Regions from separate parts of the Ovis aries genome. Here region 1 is linked to region 2. A link is a contact called in public Hi-C data. All regions are on one chromosome and are shown on one strand. The core of a region is the stretch at or near the end of the contact, and the rest is flanking DNA. Distances in the headings are between cores, read along the strand shown. Region 1 has its middle 130 kb from the start of TRIB1. Region 2 has its middle 180 kb from the start of TRIB1.

The links. A called contact is a pair of places that touch in the nucleus more often than the background predicts.
Region 1: a Hi-C map of tail adipose tissue shows a contact between it and region 2, with 2.1 times the contacts expected there. The contact joins two enhancer-like sites. A contact is called at or near these places in 4 of 16 Hi-C or Micro-C datasets (mesenteric adipose tissue, omental adipose tissue, retroperitoneal adipose tissue and 1 more).

What each region holds. Positions count from the first base shown.
Region 1 is chr9:27,689,761-27,692,460 of ARS-UI_Ramb_v3.0, reverse strand. No RefSeq gene overlaps it. Among named protein-coding and RNA genes, the nearest start is that of TRIB1, 130 kb to the left of the region's middle. Within about 2 kb of position 1,435, at least 7 of the 54 cell types and tissues checked have an H3K27ac peak or open chromatin away from gene starts, as enhancers often do. A contact at or near this core is called in tail adipose tissue, where this site is marked.
Region 2 is chr9:27,639,302-27,642,001 of ARS-UI_Ramb_v3.0, reverse strand. No RefSeq gene overlaps it. Among named protein-coding and RNA genes, the nearest start is that of TRIB1, 180 kb to the left of the region's middle. Within about 2 kb of position 1,416, at least 14 of the 54 cell types and tissues checked have an H3K27ac peak or open chromatin away from gene starts, as enhancers often do. A contact at or near this core is called in tail adipose tissue, where this site is marked.

The sequences.
Region 1 (2,700 bases), core at 186-2,685, 50 kb before region 2:
AATTCATGTCCATTGAGTCGGTGATGTCATCCAACCATCTCACCTCTGCTACCCGCTTCTCCTCCTGCCCTCAATCTTTCCCAGCACCAGGGTCTTCTCTGATGAGTTGGCTCTTCATATCAAATGGCCAAAATGTTGGAGCTTCAGTATGAGTCCTTCCAATGAATATTTAAGGTTGATTTCTTTTTGGATTGACTGGTTTGATTTCCTTGCTCTCCAAGGGACTCCCAAGAGTTTTCTCCTAATGGCTTATCTCAACATCTGAGTTTGGTGAGGAGACACAAGCATTCAGTCCATAGCAAGTACATTCTGCACTAAAACTATGGGTGTCCCTGCTAAGAAGTTAAGTGAAAAGACAGAGAAAGTGAGGGATGGCAACCCAGATAGAGAAAGCACAAACTTCTTCTATTCTTGGGGGCTTTCAGCTTCTCTGGGTCCAAACACCAGCTCATACTTGAAACAGTCCAAGAACATTTTCAACTGGGGTTCTCAAGGAGAATAAATGCTCTCTTCATCCCTAATTTTATCCCTCATATTGTATGGACTTCTAAATACAACTATTTGGTTTGGCAAGATCATTGGTTCTTGGAGCATAAGCTGAAGAATCTCTTACGGTTCTTAGCTACTTTAGGCTACTCTTTGGACCTCTGTAAATGTCTTTTGGTTGGTTCATGAAGAGGCTGCCCCTAAATTTATGGCTTGAAAAGAGATGTTCAATTAGGCGTTGGTTGAAGTCAGAAAAAGATTTCTGCAGGAGAGACACTTTTGAGCTGGTGTTTGAAAGGAAGGCAGATTGGGGTCCATGGGGAGGGTGGGAACAAAACTCTGCTGGAATCCCCCTACATCCACCTCACCCTCCCTGGCCAGTGCTGGCATTCCCACTGTACCCAGGAAACACTCCACAAACCCTACTTGAACAGAAGTCATCCTATGAGGCCCGGTTCAGTGTCTGCTTCTTCTGAATCCTCCTGGGATCGCCCAGACAGAACAAGTCACCCCTCCCTTTGGGTTCCTGGAATCCAGAATCCGTACACATTGCGGCACAATTATACTGTAATTTTCCTCGAGGGCAGAGGCTATGTCCTTGCATCTCTGGCTCCAGCTCCTGATATTTTCTGGGTGACTGAGAACCATGGGTCAGCCTGTCCTGCACTGGGAATGATCAGCGGGGTCTTGAGGAATTAGGGTTAACTGAACACCGGGGACCACTGACTATCAGGAGGCTCCAGGGCTACGCTCTGTTTTGCAGTAACGCCGTTCCACATTTCCCAGAGATTGTTCTCGTAATACGCAGGCAGCATGCCCAAGCCAGGCTCTGACTAGCTCCTAAAACAAGTTAAGTCTTTCCTTTTGGGACAATTCCATCAGCAGGGCTGATGAGCATGCTCCTTTGGCAGCCGTGGCTTTCTCAGTCCTGATCGTTGGGTCATTTCCCACTGATTTCCTCACGGCTCCTTGCAGCAGCACTGTTACCCTTGGCTGGGCTTCTGGCTGGTGAGGAGATGAGCTAGGTCTTTGCAGATCTTGGGGTGGAAGAGAGCTCCCTCCACACCCCCACCCACAGCCGCCTGTGCACGGCTGTGATGGAAACTGACTCCTCACGCAACAGATCTCAGTGGAGATTGGAAAGTGCTTGTCGGAGGACAGAGTTGTGTCATTGTCGGTACGTGGGTGCAAGCCAGGCTGCAAATGAGACTACAGCCTTCCCAGGGCCCTTGCTTTCCACCCTGATAGAAGGACAAGGCCAGCTTCAGAGATCCTGGGCTTTATATGCCTGGGCTCAACTGAGTTTCATCAGATGAGGGTTGTGGAGGTATACCCTAGGATGGCTAGATGATGGAGGGTGGAAGTCTCTGTGGGGAATTCACAGTTTTAGGCAGTCCCTATCTGCAGGATGGTGCATTTTAACCCTCCAAGTCCTTCCCAAAACGCCTGGGGCAGGAGCATGATTTCTGACACATACATTTGTAAATTAGCCTAAACCTGAGTCATCTCAGCCATCTCCACCCTGCACATGATTTGTGGGGAGCCTGAGATCTGAATCTCCGGAGTCCTTTCTGCTGAATTTTGTTGACTTGGGGATGCACAAAGGGTCTCCCTGTGATAAATATGTCTGGAAGAGAGTACACAGATGATTTAAATCTCTCACTGAAAATGAAAGCACAAATTTAGTTGAGCAGCAGAATAGAGGGCCGTAGCAAGAGCACTGGATCAGGGATCAGTTTGCCCCAGTTTTGTTCACTTGGGGTAATTGTGTATTTTCTTTTGTTTTTTCTTTTTCTAAAATTCATTTCATATGATTAATAGAGTATTTAAATGTGTCATGAATTGTTTGTGCTTTACAAATATTAACTCACTTAATCTTTTAAAAAATTTATTTTTAATAGGAAGATAATAGCTTTGCTCATTTAATCTTTGTAATAATCCATGATGTAGGTATAATTACTAAACTCATTTTATAGATGAGACAAGTGAAAAGCAGAAATGCTAAGTAACTTGCTCAAGATCCCGCAGCTAATAAGCAATGGAGGAAGTCTGAGCTCTCCTCAGAATCCTCACCTGGAATATGGGGATAAAGCCTGCTCCCTTCCCATCTCAGCATTTAGTTCTTTTGTGCTTCCACAGAGCTTCACTTGTACCTCTGTGATTATCGGAATGAAATCTCCTTAAAATATAAGGTGGATGAGGGCTTGACTCTGC
Region 2 (2,700 bases), core at 167-2,666:
AAGGTCAGGAGGTCCAAGGAGCAGGTTTAGACATGACACTTCCTAGAGACCATAGGCTCCAAGTGCTCTGGAATGGGGGTAGCAGTGAGTGTAGGGGACACACCCAGTTCTGCCCTTTGAGGACCAGAGGTTGAGTCTGTCAGGGATTTCATCCAATGGTGGGTGTGTACCTCTGTGTCAATTAGCAAGCTGTGTGCTGAGGGTACAGAGATGAATGAAGCACTGTCTTTGCTTTGAGGAGCTCATAGGATGGAGGCATACAGAGTGAAAATTCAAATCCACAACAAGTGTTAGTGGAATAGTGTGCAAAGTGTTTGGAGAGCAGGATTTGCCTCTGAGAGGTTGGAAAAGATACAGGCTTTGAAGCCAGGCACATCTGGGTTTCAGTTCCAGCTCTGCCACTTGCTTTGGGGCACTGGAAAAGTTACTTAACCTCTCTGAGCCTCAGTTTCTCTATCTAGAAAATGGGAAGAGTAACAACCTATCTGGGCATGGGTGGATGCAAGCGATAAAGCGCCTGGCTCACTCAGTGCGTGGAGACTATCACCATCATCAACTGTCAGAACTCAGGCCAGACGTTCACTTTCTCCAAGCTTCTCCAGGAACTTCTAGTGTTCTCATCAGCACAGGAGGTGATGGAGGTGAACTGTGCCTTGTAAAACCATGACACATTAAGCAGTGGTTGGTTATCACTCTTGGGATCCTTGTAGTGTGTGCGTGCGTGCACGCTCAGTCGCTCAGTCATGTCTGACTCTGTGCCACCCCGGGGAGTGTAGCTGGCCAGGCTCTTCTGTCCATGGGTTTCTCCAGGCAAGAATACTGGAGTGGGTTGCTAATTCCTCCTCCAGGGGATCTTCCCAACCCAGTGATGGAACCCAAGTCTCCTGCATCTCCTGCATTGGCAGGTGGATTCTTTTACCACTGTGCCACCTGGGAAGCTCCTTGGGATCCTTATTCAGTCCTCATTAGGGTCAAGAAGGAGATGCAGCAGGGTGGTTTGTCAAAGTCCAGTGCATAACTGCAGGCTGGAAGCCAGGGCAGCCTCTTTGATCTTATGCACCCCCACCCCCTGCCAACATCCAGAGCCTCCAAAACGTTTCCCTCCCTCTGAAATCTACACATATTCTGGACCAGAATAGGCAGATCCTGGGGCTTGGTTTCTTTGTCTCTCAGGCCTTCTGCTGGAAGGAGGGGGGGGCGGAGGGGGGGACTTGCCATCAAGCCTGAGAAAAAAGTCAGGCGTGTTTGGAATGCAATTGCAAAAGAGGTTACAAGAGCCTGGCGAGAATGCTGAAATCAAGTGATGTCGAGAGGTTTTGTTATTTTTGAAAAAATGACTCATTCTGAGAAACCCTAACGGCCTCCCAGAACATTCACCTAGTTGCCTGTATGTATAACCCAGAGCCCACTGCAGAAAAAACAAATCCTGTTCTCACAGCTGAGGGAGAGGATGGTGGGGGCAGGGAGGGTTGGTGGTGGGAATCCAGGTGGAGGAAGGCTTTAAAGCTAAGTCTTGCCCTCTGAGTGGACGTTTTTAATTTTTCAAGGCCTTTCCTCTAAATTGTGTCATTCCAGTCAGCACCAGAGCATCCACTTGGAGGTAACTTGTGTTCTTTGGGTTGACCTGAATTGGCCAGGGGACGGGGTGGTTGTTCCCATTTGACATGCAAAGGAAGTAGGTGCCCAAGAGCTTAAGCTATTTCCCCAAGTTGAAGGATAGGGGAAGAGAGGGTGAGAGAGGAAGAAGAGGAGGGGAAACGAAAAAGAAAAAGGAGGGGGAGGAAGAAGAGGAAGAGGAGATCCATGAATGAGGACCAAGATGAGAACCATGCTTGTCTTGTGGACAAACACTGCGAAAAGTTGGTTTCAGCAAAGGCAGCTGGTCTCCCCACTGTGGAACGCTCAGGATCAAGAGTTAGAACTGTGGGCTCTTTCTCTACCTCTGCCCTTAACCAAATGTGTGCCTTTGGGGAAACGTGTCTCTTTACCAACCCTCCACTGTAAAGGAATGGGGTGGAGGGAGTCAAACAAACTCAGAGCTTCTGAAATCTAGTGGGCACAAGAATATTCTGGAACATTTGTTACAATGTAGTTTGCTAGACCCCTCTCCAGAAATTCTGATTCCAAGGGTCTGGGGAGAGGCCAGGGAATCTGCATTGCTGACAGGCTCCCCAGTGGGGCTGCTGATTGGTCATGCTCCCCACTTTGAGCATCCTCAGGCCTGGAATGACCCTGTCATTTCTACTGTTCAGTGATTCAAACATTCAGCATCTCCTGGTCATTGGAACTGTGCCAGGTATGGGAAATGAAAAAAAAAAAAGAACTAGATGTGGTTTCTGCTTTCTGGGTCTAGAACCCTAGGTGGGGATACAGAGAGGACAATGGATCCTGTTATCACACAAGGTCCAAGGGGCCAGGGAGAGATGAGAGTGTTCAGCTGCCCGTGTGGGAGTCAGGTGGGGGCTCAAGAAGGAGGGTGCTGGGTGAGACTTTGGACCAAAGTTGCCACTAACTGGGAGGATGTATTAGGAGACGACTCCTGGGCAGAGAGTAGTGCAGGCTGTTTTAAATAGTCCACAGAGAAAGCATTGGCTAAGCGTTCTTTGCATGTGAGTGCTGCTCAGAACCATGAGAAGCCACCAACCACAGCTGCAGCTATTCTGTGTCTGCTTGGAGGGCCTGAAACCAGAGGACAGGGTT